4 separate regions of the Mus musculus genome follow, and all the other regions are linked to region 2. A link is a contact called in public HiChIP or PLAC-seq and promoter capture Hi-C data. All regions are on one chromosome and are shown on one strand. The core of a region is the stretch at or near the end of the contact, and the rest is flanking DNA. Distances in the headings are between cores, read along the strand shown.

What was found. Promoter capture Hi-C pulls out the DNA fragments that hold promoters and counts their contacts. HiChIP or PLAC-seq counts read pairs in DNA pulled down with a chosen protein or histone mark.
Region 1: a promoter capture Hi-C map of pre-B cells shows a contact between it and region 2, with 4 times the contacts expected there. The contact joins the promoter of Ifi214 here to the promoter of Cfap45 in region 2. A contact is called at or near these places in 2 of 39 promoter capture datasets (hippocampal neurons and pre-B cells).
Region 3: a contact with region 2 is called in a promoter capture Hi-C map of hippocampal neurons, with 2.0 times the contacts expected there. The contact joins the promoter of Spta1 here to the promoter of Cfap45 in region 2.
Region 4: an H3K27ac HiChIP or PLAC-seq map of large pre-B cells shows a contact between it and region 2, with 2.1 times the contacts expected there. The contact joins the promoter of Ifi209 here to the promoter of Cfap45 in region 2. A contact is called at or near these places in 1 of 39 promoter capture datasets (pre-B cells) and 1 of 115 datasets of contacts at active chromatin or transcription factors (large pre-B cells).

The regions. Positions count from the first base shown.
Region 1 is chr1:173,534,544-173,538,252 of GRCm38.p6, reverse strand. It overlaps Ifi214 (interferon activated gene 214), which reads left to right and starts at 2,296. Exons shown (of 5, transcript NM_001024721.2): 1 at 2,296-2,581.
Region 2 is chr1:172,518,874-172,522,492 of GRCm38.p6, reverse strand. Cfap45 (cilia and flagella associated protein 45) reads right to left here and starts at 1,363. Exons shown (of 12, transcript NM_027972.1): 1 at 1,312-1,363. The coding sequence starts at 1,314. Gm37125 (a long non-coding RNA gene) reads right to left here. Exons shown (of 3, transcript XR_865740.1): 3 at 3,508-3,619.
Region 3 is chr1:174,171,312-174,174,572 of GRCm38.p6, reverse strand. It overlaps Spta1 (spectrin alpha, erythrocytic 1), which reads right to left and starts at 1,797. Exons shown (of 52, transcript NM_011465.4): 1 at 1,612-1,797; 2 at 10-246. The coding sequence starts at 1,632. It overlaps Gm36196 (a long non-coding RNA gene), which reads left to right and starts at 1,792. Exons shown (of 3, transcript XR_373720.3): 1 at 1,792-2,020.
Region 4 is chr1:173,629,534-173,632,901 of GRCm38.p6, reverse strand. It overlaps Ifi209 (interferon activated gene 209), which reads right to left and starts at 2,043. Exons shown (of 7, transcript NM_175026.3): 1 at 1,747-2,043.

The DNA.
Region 1 (3,709 bases), core at 1,047-3,546, 1.0 Mb before region 2:
CACTCAATCAAAAGGGAGTACAAGCCCAGAGCTGAGTCATTTCCTGGAATATTTAGCTGAAGGAGAAACAAGCCCAGAGCTGAGTCAGTTCCTAGATTCTTCGAGGCCTCACCAAATAATAGAACCAATCAAAAGTGTACTAATGTCGCTGCTGCCGTTCTAGCCAATCATGTTAGAGATTACCTAACTATTCTAGAAAATTCCTCCAGCCCTGCATAAAGGGGGCCTGCGATCTCTCTGGGTTGTCTCCATTTTGTATGGATAGCTTACCCTGGCAAGTTAGACATTTCTGCAAGATAAATGCTCTTTGCTTTTGCATACTATTTGAGTCTGGGTTCTTCCTTCAGCGATTCTTGAACTCTTACAGAGACAGAATGAATCACATAAATTTGTGAAGTTTTCAAATAAAAATTAATGTTATGGGCTAAAGAGTTGGTTCAGTTGTTAAGAGTATTTGTTGCTCTTTCAGGACCCAGGTATGATTACCAGCAACCACATGGAGTTTTATCACCTCCTTGGGTACCAGGCATTTATATGTTGCACAGACATACATGTGGGCAAAAACATTCATACACCTAAAATAATAAAAATTAAATCTAAAAGAAGTGAAAGTGGAAAATAATAAGGAAAAAAGTAATTTTATATAAAATGGTGAAAAGTAAAAATTAATTTAGAGAAAAGTTCATTAAAACATTAAATAAGTTAATACTCATGTTTAATTATTATTTGATTCCATTATTAATATTCATCCTGATGGTAAATGTGCGACAATATCTAATTATAAGTAAAACTGTATCTCAGAGATATGAGCAAGTCCCTTTTATAAAGTCAATTGGTAATAAAGAAAACATGATAAAATTAGGCATAGTGGAGAGCTGAATTTTGAGACTGGCCTGGGCTCCATAGTCAGACCCTGCATCGACTACCAAATAACAGCAATAGAGATAAGAAGTCAAAGTGTAACATCACCACTTTGCCACATCACAAATTAAACCATAATTTCTTTCTCTGATGCTGTAATTTGGAATGATCCATACAAAGACTGTCCACAGTGCTTGTCCCAGCTTGGTACCTTTGGCTACCTTGTGGCTATGTTGGGCTTCTGCAGCAGGGATAGGCAAATCCACTGAGACATAAGCAGGAACTGAGCGGAAACAGTAGGATCAACTTCCCCTGGCCTTTCTTTACTACATCAGTTCAAAAGATGAAGAAAGGAAAAGGAAAAACTACATTGGCCAAACAAAAGAAAGATAAAGATGGTATTTTCCAACCTCCATCCACCATGAATAAAGGACTGCAATCAGAATCAATGGTGGAGACACAGCACAGGTCCAGTGGCTTAGCTCTCCCAAGAAAAGCTTCTCTGGCTTTCCTTCCCCTTCTCTCCTTTTTGAGATTAATTAGTATTTTATGTAGTCTAAGAAACTAGTGAAAATGGCACCTAGTCAGCAAATCCATAGTTTCTAGTCATCTACATTGTTTCAGAAATACTTCAAGGTAATGCAATTCCCAATGATGGAAACATGAAAGGATGGCATGTTTTTAAAAGTTCTTAACTAAGGCAATCACCAGTTAAAGAATACTACTTTCCAAAGCCGGGTAAAAGATTTAAACCTAAACTGAGCCTGGTCTACAGAGAGAGTTCCTGGCCAGCCAAGACTACACAGTGAGACTCTGTCTTTAAAAGTAAATAAATTAACAATAGTAGTAGTAGTAGTAGTAGTAGTAGTAGTAGTAGTAGTAGTAGTAGTAACAGAAAAGAGGAAAGCTAAAGCCAAAATCCTTTCTGCTTACGTGAGGTTGGAGTCCTATGTTTCTAACAACATTGGTACTCTGGAAAGTCCAGGGAACTAACAAAGGAGTGAAGTGTTTAAACCAAAAGCAATTTCATCTCAGATTATTTTTTCTTTTTTGAAATTCATTCAAGAGCAGCTAGCAATTGCCAATTTCTCCTGCTGCCATCTGCATCCTGAGCAGGAAAGAAAGAGACCTGGTGACTTAGCTTTGCCTTTTGGGGATTCATCTTTATTTAAAAGAGAGCACATTCCTGGTGACTCCCTTGTGAGTTTGTTGGATACAGAGCTTTTATATTTGGTTCTTGTACCTGTAAGATTTGTAAGAAAAGCAAAACATATCAATGGAGTGTAACTGTCTCTGACTTTCTTATGGTGACTAAAAGGTATACAGGAAAAAACTGTCGAGTTTCAGTCTCTGAGGAAATCGAAAGCGATGCACTCTGCTGGGAGGAGAACTTGCTATTTCTTAGCTCTTCTGCCCACAAAACAACACCCAGCTGAGACATTCAGCAAGCCTCAGTCCATGGAGTGAGTCTAACCTGAGAATTTCTGTAGATTACATTTTCCAGTTCCCAAGAGATTTATTGGTTTATCTTCTTCACACACACACACACACACACACACACACACACACACACACACACACACACCAACTCCTCCCAGTCCCCAACAAACTTTAAGAAGAAGAAGGACAAAAGAGAAGAGGAGGAAGAGGAGTGGAGAAGCCTCTAGTCCTGCCCTGTAGAAGATCTCAGCTTTACATCCTTAGAGAAACATCCAGCAAGGTGAGTTCTACCTGTTTTCTGTAGATATGGTAGATATTGGCTACATCTGTAAAAACAACAAGGACAGTGAAAAGACCTTTGCTGGTTCTTGTGGAGGAGGCAGTGCTGATCTGGTGCCTGCTGCACTCAGCAGTGAGCCCACAGCAGCCGGATTAGGGTCAGTCACTCAAAAAGATGGCAGACATCTTTAGTCCTCCACCACAGAGGAATGAGCTAAGAATAAAACATTTTGCATATTTTAGATTGTTTAATGAACTTTCTAAGTATAAATCTGAATAAGTGGATAATGTGAAGGCTATAATTAGCTCGGATAGGGAGTTCATGGTTATCTGGGATCTGTGGGTGAGTGGGAAAAAGCCAAGATAGTGACATGAAAAATTATTGTGAATAAAAACTGCCTCTGGACATGAAATGAATTTTCTAGTATCCTATCACTAGGAAGTTTCTCAGGATCATAATATATAAACACACAATGGTTTAACCATTTCCCAAACACATTCTGTTTGTTCTCTTCTTCACACCTTTCTAAAGGTGGTATTTCCATTATTGGTAATTTCTACCATCACGAAAGTTGTTTTTGGCCATTTTGTTTTCCTTTTGGTTCTCTAATGGTGAAGTGTAATAGAGTGATGGAAAGTTAATTAGAACACATGTATCTTGCCCATTTATAGAACAGTTTGAAGAATACGTGTACCACAGCAGAGGACTTGGATAGAAGCTCTTAATTGATTTCAAAGTTCTGTGAACATTAGACCAGGCTCGCTAAGTTTATTAATTATTGTAGCTAAACTTTCTAAATCACTGCAAAAGATTTTACTTATTTTTAACAATCAAGAGATGTACTTCTTTTTTATTTATTTTTATTTTTATTTTATTTTATTACATTTCAAATGTTATCCACCTTCCCAGTTTCCCCTCTTCAAACCTACTATCTCATCCCCTCTTCCTCTGCCTCTATGAGGGTACTCCCTCACACACCCATCCACTCCTGCCTGCCTGCCCTGCCATTCCCCAACACTGGGGCATTGGGCCTTCACAGGACCAAGAACCACCCCTCCCACTGATACCAAATAAGGCCATCCTCTGCTACATTTGCAGCTGGAGCCATGGTTCCCTTCATGTATACTC
Region 2 (3,619 bases), core at 114-2,613:
GCCCACCTGTGACATATCCCGGTAACTTGACACCAGGGTTGAAGATGAGCCTCCAGCCTCTCCCTCCATAGGATCTATTGATCCTTTTCTTTGGGGGAGTTCTGGAAGCTTGTCTATGAGCCTCCCTGCTGCCACCACCTCTCATCCCTCCATGCTCTCAAACAAAAAGCTGTGATTAGCACTATACACACACTCCTGGCTTGCTGGTGATTACTCAAACCCACTGCCCCCTGACATGTCTGTATGCCCATTCCTATCCAAAGGAAAATTCCAGTAAGTTAGGGTCAGTAAGTTTGGCAAACTCTTGTCCTGAGTGGTCTCTGGGTGGGAATCTCTGGGCTTGGGAGAGATTAGCATTCCCTTGAATGCTAGGGAAAAAGGCACCTTTAACACAGGACAGAAGAACTTACCTCTAACACTTGTCCTTTGGTACCAGGCATAGTGTCAGGTCATATCTCTCTCTCTCTCTCTCTCTCTCACACACACACACACACACACACACACACACACACACACACTGCTGTGCTGAGGGAAGACAGTTAAGTAAAATGTACAGCCAAAAGGGACCCCCATCCCTGCACGCCAGGGAGTCCTCAGAAGTTCGGAACCCAGCTTCTTCTGAAACCCACTAAATCCCGTAAGAGCAAGACAGACACTGAGACTAAAGGAGGCCTACCAAGACAACCCAGATATCCACCTCAGCCACCCAAGTGGCCAGCCATTTCAAGTAAGTTCCAGTAACCACACGCCCCGACACCTGTCCGCAGACTCCCCTAACACTTCAGAGCCAACACAGGCTCCTGCGAGGCCCTGCTGGTCTTCACAGTCTATGACCATGACCATCCGCCGCCATCCAAAGAATATCAGGACTGGCAGACTTATCCCAATCATTCCCCCAGGAATTCCCTGCCTCATTCATTCATTCATTCATTCATTCATTCATTCATTCATTCATTCACTAATGCTTATGATGTGCCCAAATCATTCCCACGCAGTGAGAACAGAGGCTCTTCTGAAACATTAGGTGCCTTTCCCATGATCACCCTGCTGGTTATGGTCTTCTAACGGGTGCTCTTCTCAACATCTCACGTCACAGCCCAAGAGGACTCAGCTCAAGAGGATGGGGGAGAAGGTGCAGCACATCCCCCATTCAACCCTACCAGTCTTTTGAGACTTCCTTTCCAGCCGTCGTCCCGTCCTCACTCCCAGAACTTCCTGTCTTCCCCAGACTCTTAGAGAAAGCTCCACCTTTCCCTCTCAGAGCCCCAAACCACTTCAGGACTCAAGAACTACAGCTACCCAGACCCTCACCATCGTTGCGGCCGCTTCAGCTGCAGGCACCTCCACCGGCTCCGCCGGAGCTGACGCGTTACCATAGCAACCCAAGAACTAGCACTCAGCGATTTAGACCCGCCCTCGCCCCGCCCAATTCCTGGAGCAGTCACGAGGTAGTTTAGAAGCAGGAACCCCTCCCTCAACCTTTTCCCGCCCTAGAGTAGCTGGAACCAGGCTCTTGAAGGTTGCGCCCTTTGGATACGCCCATCATGTCCACTTTGGCTTTTAACCCAGTTCAAGCCAGGTTCAGACTTTAAAGGGTCTACTTTCCATGGGTCCCGGAGGGCTCAACTATCAAGACCCCAAGAGCTAAGCCGAGGATCCTGGTTTTACCCTCACAGACCCTTCCACCCTAGGTTACCATGGTTACCGCTACCGGGTTCCGGGAGGATTCAAACCAAACCTGATGAGAGTTCAGGCTGCTGAGAGGCAAGCAGCATTAAACCAAACACATTCCACAGTAGGAAGGAGTCTGACTAGACCAAAGAACACTTCTAGCCCTGAAGATGCGTATGCGGTCTCACAAGCTTAGATCTGAGGGACTTAACTGAAAATACAAGGAGTCTAAGACAGGAAGTTCAAAACCAACCTGGGCAGCTTAGCAATGTATTTCACTAAATAAATAAACAAACTCAAAATGTAAGTCCTACCCTAAACAAAGTCAAAATCCATGGCAGGAAGTTAGGGGAACCTGGCTTTTAACACGTCTCCTGGGAATAATTTCAGGATTTAAGATTTTTCACAGTTTCACCTTGGTCCCTTGTACCTTAGTAAGATCTACAGGACAGGGCTGAGCAGTCCTTGAATCCTGCACATCCCACACCCCACAAAACCTCCTACCAACCAGGGATTGCTTTTCTTTCTCAGATGTTTATTTTCTGAGCTCTTGGTCTCTCCAGACCCCCAAGTCTCCCTCCAAACTTGTCTTAGAGAACCTTACTCCAACCTAAGTGTGGAAAACTGTTGACAAACCCTAGTAGTAGGTAGTAGAGGAAGGGAGACAATCTTCTGCCACCACCGCCACCACCGCCACCACCACCGATTATTCTGCTGCCATCGCTGCTGCTTAATCCAAAAAGCTGTGCAGCTCATTTCCAGGATTCCTCAACTCTTATCTCCTTGGGAATCCAATTACTAGCCACACCTCTCTTAGGCAGTTATTAGCCCCCACACCAAACAGCAAAGTAAGGCCAAAAAGAGGGCACTGCAAAACAAAGGATGTGTTCTTCCTGCCACACCGCAGGAACAGTTAAAGGCAGGGAGAGGAGGGTGACAAGTGAGCCATCAGGAAATCGATCCCCAGTGTTCTGCCTGAAGGTATCTCCCAGTTAGGAGTGCCTCGTTCCAGGCTGCTGTTTGGTGTGAGCCACTGTGAGGCTCATAGCAAAGCCCTGAGCAATATGTCTGCTTAGTCATGTATTTGTGCAATGTAAGTTGATTTAAAGAAACATTTATTCTGGATTTAGTGATACATGCTGGTGTGGTTTCCATCACTCGCGCACTCGCACATACAGTTATGACTCTTCCAGGCTAGGAAAACTTCCTGAAACTCTCCTTACACCAGGCGACTAAATCAACTCATCGGACATCCAGGCGGCAACCTATCAGCCATTTTCTCCATATAGTTGGGCTGTGGTATCTGCTGCCTAACGGATCTGGAAATGGAGGGAAAATGCGGTTGGGAATGAACAAAGCCAGAAGCCAGTCTGTGAAAAAGTATTCCCCTAACTGCTGGTGCTGTAAAGCTGTAAGTGGACGTGGGGAGATGATTCATTGGATAAAATACTGTCCACGCAAGCCAGAAGACCAGAGTTCGGAACCCACAAGCCCACATAAATGCCTGATGGGTGGGGCAGATATGACAGTCCCTCCAGTGATTCCCTAGAAACAGAGTCAAGGTCAAGGTCCCAGAGCAGTCTGGCTTCCTAGATTAATGGAATCAGCAAGCTCTGGGTTCAGGTGAGAGATCTTGCTTCAGTGTGTAAGGTAGAGAACAATTGAAAGAGGAACCCAGCACCAACCCCAGTCTCCACATGCATGCATGCACATCATGCAATGAACACATATGTAAGCACACATACATACACATGCATGTATACACATGCAATGAACACATATGTAAGCACACATATATACACATGCATGCACACCACACCATGCATACACATACAAAAAATAGAAAACAAGACATTAAGTGAGGATTCCATTTTTAATCAATGCTTAGTAAAAACTGAAGTTCTCTGTGTTCAGAAAAAGACACAACAATTTAGCATACATAGTTATA
Region 3 (3,261 bases), core at 548-3,047, 1.7 Mb before region 2:
CTGAGTTACCTGTATGTTTGTGGGTTCATATGTCTTATCTTTTGCAATTTCAAGCTTTTCCATGATCCACTTCTCCAGGTCATCTGCGTCTCTCCTGAAAACTTGATAGTGGTAAGACTCCTCAAGCTTCTGACCCCTCTCGGCAACGCGATCCTTGAACCTCTGGTACTGGTTTAACACCTCCGCTCTTCGGTGTTGGATTTCTTCTGCTGTTTCTAGGACCTTTGGTCCGCTGCTCTCGACAGCCTGTAAGTGAAAAAGTCTCTTCATGTTTTGAAATATTATTCTATATCCCACAATACACATTATGTTAATTAAAGCTATACAAAGAAAAATAAATAATGCCTGTAGCTGTGGCTAGTTCTCATGTTTAGAATGCGATCCCTCTTGCATATCCCAAGGCTTTCATCCATATTGAATCTATGTTCACAAATTATTAAGCCTATTAATTCATACGGTTATTGGGTGCTGTATAACTGTATAATTTTAAACTATAAATAGCTATTTTTAGATTCTATAGAGAGAAGAAATTTGGACTGCTGAAGCAATGCCACAGAATGTCAGATATACATACATACATTATATATATATATATATATATATCCCAGTACAGGGGAACGCCAGGGCCAAGAATTGGGAATGAGTGGGTAGGGGAGCAGGGCGGGAGGAGTGTATAGGGGACTTTTGGGATAGCATTTGAAATGTAAATGAAGAAAATATCTAATAAAAAATTGAAAAAAAAACTTGGTGCCACAACATTCACAAAAAAAAAAAAAAAAAAACGGGGGGGGGGGGAAATGGTAATTTATACCCTTCAAAGGCTAAACAACATTGATAAGTGCTGGTTATCCTGTAAGTTTAAGGAACAGTCAGATGGTTTGTAATTGCTTTAGTGAATCACACACATAAACCTGAGTACTTTTCCTTTTTAAAAGTCTAGATCATGTATTATGTACTCTTCTAATTTGATTTACTAAAAAAAAAAAAGCTGCTTAAAAGAAAATCTAAATGTAACCTGTCTTCTCACTTGTCACAAAGTATAAATCATTAATGTTTTAATAATTGGATTTTGGAATATAAAATATTTATTATTAATCAACACAAAATCATGCTTTAATTTAAAGAAATCCAGTTTTTGTGTAACAATATTTAGAAAAAAATTCCATAGAGACATTTCTATAGTGCATTGCTCTCCTTACATCTTCTATCCAAAATATGCAATACCGTTTATATTTTGATGTTACTTTATTTTCTAAATATAGTTTTTTTATAGACAGTAATTCCTGAGATGACTCTAAAATTAAGTCATTCCACAAGAGCACAATTTTTAGTGGGATTATTTGGTTTCAAATTACCTAGTAGTTTTCTGAATATCTGACTTGAGCAAGTAATTATTAAAATTATTATTATTAATTATTATTATTATATAGTTGTAAAGTTCTACATTATTTTTAGAAGTGAAACCTTCATAAAAGAATTAAAATCAAAACTCTTTGCTACGTTAAAATCAAATAAGTGTAATTTTTAACGACCCTGTGAGGATGGAATGGAAGGCTCAGAGGAGACAAGCTTTCCTAACTTCATCAGGAATGAGAATTCGTCTGTACTCACAGTTTCCTTTGGAGTTTCCATCTCTGCTCAGCTCAGTCTAAGGCTTTGCAAGATGAAATGTAGCTAAGAGAGAAAAATAGTTCTTTGAATGTCCAGTCCACTTCAAATAGGAATGTCAGAAATGTGAATGTGGCAAAGGCCCAGAGGAAAAAAAGAGTTTTAGAGTCCCGCCAAGCGTAGACAATCTGCATTATCTCCAGGGGACATATTCAGTTGAGGCAGCTGCTGACTTCCACACACAAGGTGACTCAGCAGTTTGGGGGGCTGTGGCTCTCTGGACCTCAGTAGGTATTTTACAAAGGAAAGGAAACAAAGTTTTCAGATGCAAAAGTTTGGAGGAAAACCAGTGACATTTGAAAGGCAAGTGCCTGTATTGGGCTGTGTTTTACTCAGTCACAGAGCTTATAAGGTAAGAGAATTTAAAAATCAGGAAGAAATTCCAGGTTTCCCTTTCTTCTGATTTCACACTGGAGAACTGAGGGAATCAGAGGAGACATGTTTCTCTCTTTCACCCTTCCTTCCTTCCTTCCTTCCTTCCTTCCTTCCTTTCTTTCTTTCTTTCTTTCTTTCTTTCTTTCTTTCTTTCTTTCTTTCTTTCTTTCTTTCTTTCTTTCTTTCTTTCTTTCTTTCTTTCTTTCTTTCTTTCTTTCTTTCTTTCTTTCTTTCTTTCTTTCTTTCTTTCTTTCTTAAAATTATTTAACCTTTTTTTTTTTTCACTCCAGATTTTATCCCCCTCCAGGTCCACCTTCTGACTGTTCCACATCCCATATCTCTTTGCCAACCCATCCACTGGTCATCCCATTTGCTTCTGTTGCTCCTGCCTTTGTGCCTGTGTCTCAGAAATCAATGGCAAGACCTATGTCATGAAGCTTTACCCCAGGTTTCCTCCTAACAGTTTTACATTACACTTAAGTCTTTTGTATGATGAAGACACAATTTTGTTCCACAACATCCAGTCCTGCCAATTAAGCCACTGTGGTGTGTGTGTGTGTGTGTGTGATTATAAGGAATTAAGGGTTTTGTAATTATTATGAGATGGCATCAGAAAGTAGAGCCCAGAACCATAAATTTTGATGGCCTAAGAGAAGACTGGTTAAAAGGAGGAGGGAAATCATGAAATGAATGGTTTTTACAGGAGGAGTCTTCTGTGCGTGGGTGGGGTGATTTGGAGGGCTGTCCCTCTGGGCCTTGTTTATCAGCTCTGGGCAGAGCTGTACGCATAAGGCAAATCAGCCCTGAGCAGCTGCTTCAGCCTGGCTCACAGCTCAGGACAAAGTGAGGCATTTGATGTCCTGCTCTTGGGCTCAGGGAATCCAAGAGCTTCAGAAACAAAAATGTACAGTTTCCATACTGTAAGCATATTTTGGAGTCAATAAAGACAGATACAATAACTTTAATGCAAAATTAGTATTTCCCAAAGAATAGAATCTATCATCAATCTAGTCTCTAACGATTTTGCCTTTGTTTTGCTGGAGCTACTTCATATTTAAATTCTTTGCTTTTTGACTACTACATGGGTCAAGATAGTAGAACACATTGTTCAGAAAATGAAAAAGGTATTTTGTTGGGGGGTGGGGTGCATAGGGTTTCCATATAGAACTCAAGCTGGTCTAGAACTCTTGTCTGTCCTACTTTAGCTTTTTAACTGCT
Region 4 (3,368 bases), core at 794-3,293, 1.1 Mb before region 2:
TTGTCACTGGGCTCAGTAGGATCAGTAACAGCATTGCATTTGGGCTGATGCTAGGATTGAGGCAAATACAGTCAAGGAAGGTGTGACTTTGCTTTTGTCTTGGTAATCCCTAGAAATGATGACTCAGGATACTTTGTTTATTGCTTTGGCTGATTCCTACCTGGTGTGATCTCTTTGTTCATAGCCTTTCTTGATTACTTTGATTTAAAAATTGACCCTGTTCTCTGCAAGGACCTAGAAGGTATAAAAGCTGACTGGGAAAAAATAAACCTGCTTTAGTGTCAGCGCTGTCTGGAGTCATGTTATAATGTCTAATTGTCTTTTTCTTTTTAATCCTCCCTCCCTTGAGACATTGTTGACTGAATGAGCTGGCTTGCTTATAATAATAATAGAAAGATCAGAATATCATGGTACATTTAGAAGTACATCTCTATGGAGGCTCTGCCTGACTAATACAGATTGCAGATGCTCACAGCCAACCACCAGACTGAACAATGGGACCCCAATGGAGGAGTTAGGGAAGGACTGAAGGAGCTAAAGGGGTTTGCCATCCCATGGGAAGAACAACAATATCAACCAAACAGAACCCCCAGAGCTCTCAGGGACTAAACCACCAACCAAAGAGTATACATGAAGGGAACCATGGCTCCAGCTGCAAATGTAGCAGAGGATGGCCTTATTTGGTATCAGTGGGAGGGGTGGTTCTTGGTCCTGTGAAGGCCCAATGCCCCAGTGTTGGGGAATGGCAGGGCAGGCAGGCAGGAGTGGTTGGGTGTGTGAGGGAGTACCCTCATAGAGGCAGAGGAAGAGGGGATGAGATAGTAGGTTTGAAGAGGGGAAACTGGGAAGGTGGATAACATTTGAAATATAATAAAATAAAATAAAAATAAAAATAAATAAAAAAGAAGTACATCCCTTGATTGTTAAAAATAAGTAAAATCTTTTGCAGTGATTTAGAAAGTTTAGCTACAATAATTAATAAACTTAGTGAGCCTGGTCTAATGTTCACAGAACTTTGAAATCAATTAAGAGCTTCTATCCAAGTCCTCTGCTGTGGTACATATATTCTTTAAACTGTTCTATAAATGTGCAAGATACATGTGTTCTAATTGACCTTCCATCACTCTATTACACTTCACCATTAGAGAACCAAAAGGAAAATAAAATAACTTTCCTGATGGTAGAAATTAACAATGGAAATACCATCTTTAGAGAGGTGTGAAGAAAGAACAACACAGAATGGGCTTGGGAAATGGTTAAACCATTTTGTGTTTATATATTATGAACCTGAGAAACTTCCTACTACACATAGTGATAGGATATTAGAAAATTCATTTCATGTCCAGAGGCACTTTTCATTCACAATAATTTTTCATGCCACTATCTTGGCTTTTTCCCACTCACCCACATATCCCAGATAACCATGAACTCCCTATCCGAGCTAATTATAGCCTTCACATTATCCACTTATTCAGATTTATGCTTAAAAAGTTCATTAAACTATCTAAAATATGCAAAATGTTTTATTCTTAGCTCATTCCTCTGTGGTGGAGGACTAAAGATGTCTGCTATCTTTTTGAGTGACTGACCCTAATCCGGCTGCTGTGGGCTCACTGCTGAGTGCAGCAGGCACCAGATCAGCACTGCCTCCTCCACAAGAACCAGCAAAGGTCTTTTCACTGTCCTTGTTGTTTTTACAGATGTAGCCAATATCTACCATATCTACAGAAAACAGGTAGAACTCACCTTGCTGGATGTTTCTCTAGGGATGTAAAGCTGAGATCTTCTACAGGGCAGGACTAGAGGCTTCTCCACTCCTCTTCCTCCTCTTCTCTTTTGTCCTTCTTCTTCTTAAAGTTTGTTGGGGACAGGGAGGAGTTGGTGTGTGTGTGTGTGTGTGTGTGTGTGTGTGTGTGTGTGTGTGTGTGTATGTGTATGTGTGTAAGAAGATAAACCAATAAATCTCTTGGGAACTGGAAAATGTAATCTACAGAAATTCTCAGGTTAGACTCACTCCATGGACTGAGGCTTGCTGAATGTCTCAGCTGGGTGTTGTTTTGTTGGCAGAAGAGCTAAGAAACAGGAAGTTCCCCTCCCGGCAGAGTGCATCTCTTTCGATTTACTCAGAGATTGAAACTCAACAGTTTTCTTCCTGTATACCTTTTAGTCACCATAAGAAAGTCAGAGACAGTTACACTCCATTGATATGTTTTGCTTTTCTTACAAATCTTACAGGTACAAGAACCAAATATAAAAGCACTGCATCCAACAAACTCACAAGTGAGTCACCAGGAATGTGCTCTCTTTTGAATAAAGATGAACTCCCAAAAGGCAAAGCTAAGTCACCAGGTCTCTTTCTTTCCTGCTCAGGATGCAAATGGCAGCAGGAGAAATTGGCAATTGCTAGCTGCTCTTGAATGAATTTCAAAAAGAAAAAAAAAAAGAAAGAAAGAAAAAAAGCAAAGAAAAGAAAAGGAAAGAAAAAATCTGAGATGAAATTGCTTTTGGTTTAAACACTTCACTCCTTTGTTAGTTCCCTGGACTTTCCAGAGTACCATGCTGTTAGAAACATATGACTCCAATCTCACGTAAGCAGAAAGGATTTTGGCTTTAGCTTTCCTCTTTTCTGTTACTACTACTACTACTACTACTACTACTACTACTACTATTATTATTATTAATTTATTTACTTTCAAAGACAGTTTTACTGTGTAGTCTTGGCTGGCCAGGAACTCTCTCTGTAGACCAGGATCAGTTTAGATTTAAATCTTTTACCCAGCTTTGGAAAGTAGTATTCTTTAACTGGTGATTGCCTTAATTAAGAACTTTTAAAAATGTGCCATCATTTCATGTTTCCATCATTGGGAATTGGATTACCTTGAAGTATTTCTGAAACAATATAGATGACTAGAAACTGTGGATTTGCTGACTAGATGCCATTTTCACTAGTTTCTTAGACTACATAAAATACTAATTATTCCCAAAAAGGAGAGAAGGGGAAGGAAAGCCAGAGAGAAGCTTTTCTTGGGAGAGCTAAGCCACTGGACTTGTGCTGTGTCTCCACCATTGATTCTGGTTGCAGCCCTTTATTCATGGTGAATGGAGGTTGGAAAATACCATCTTTATCTTTCTTTTGTTTGGCCAATGTAGTTTTTCCTTTTCCTTTCTTCATCTTTTGAACTGATTTAGTAAAGAAAGCCCAGGGGAAGTTGATCCTACTGTTTCCGCTCAGCTCCTGCTTATGTCTCAGTGGATTTGCCTATCCCTGCTGCAGAAGCCCAACATAGCCACAAGGTAGCCAAAGGTACCAATCTGGGACAAGCACTGTGGACAGTATTTGTATGGATCATTCCAAATTACAGCATCAG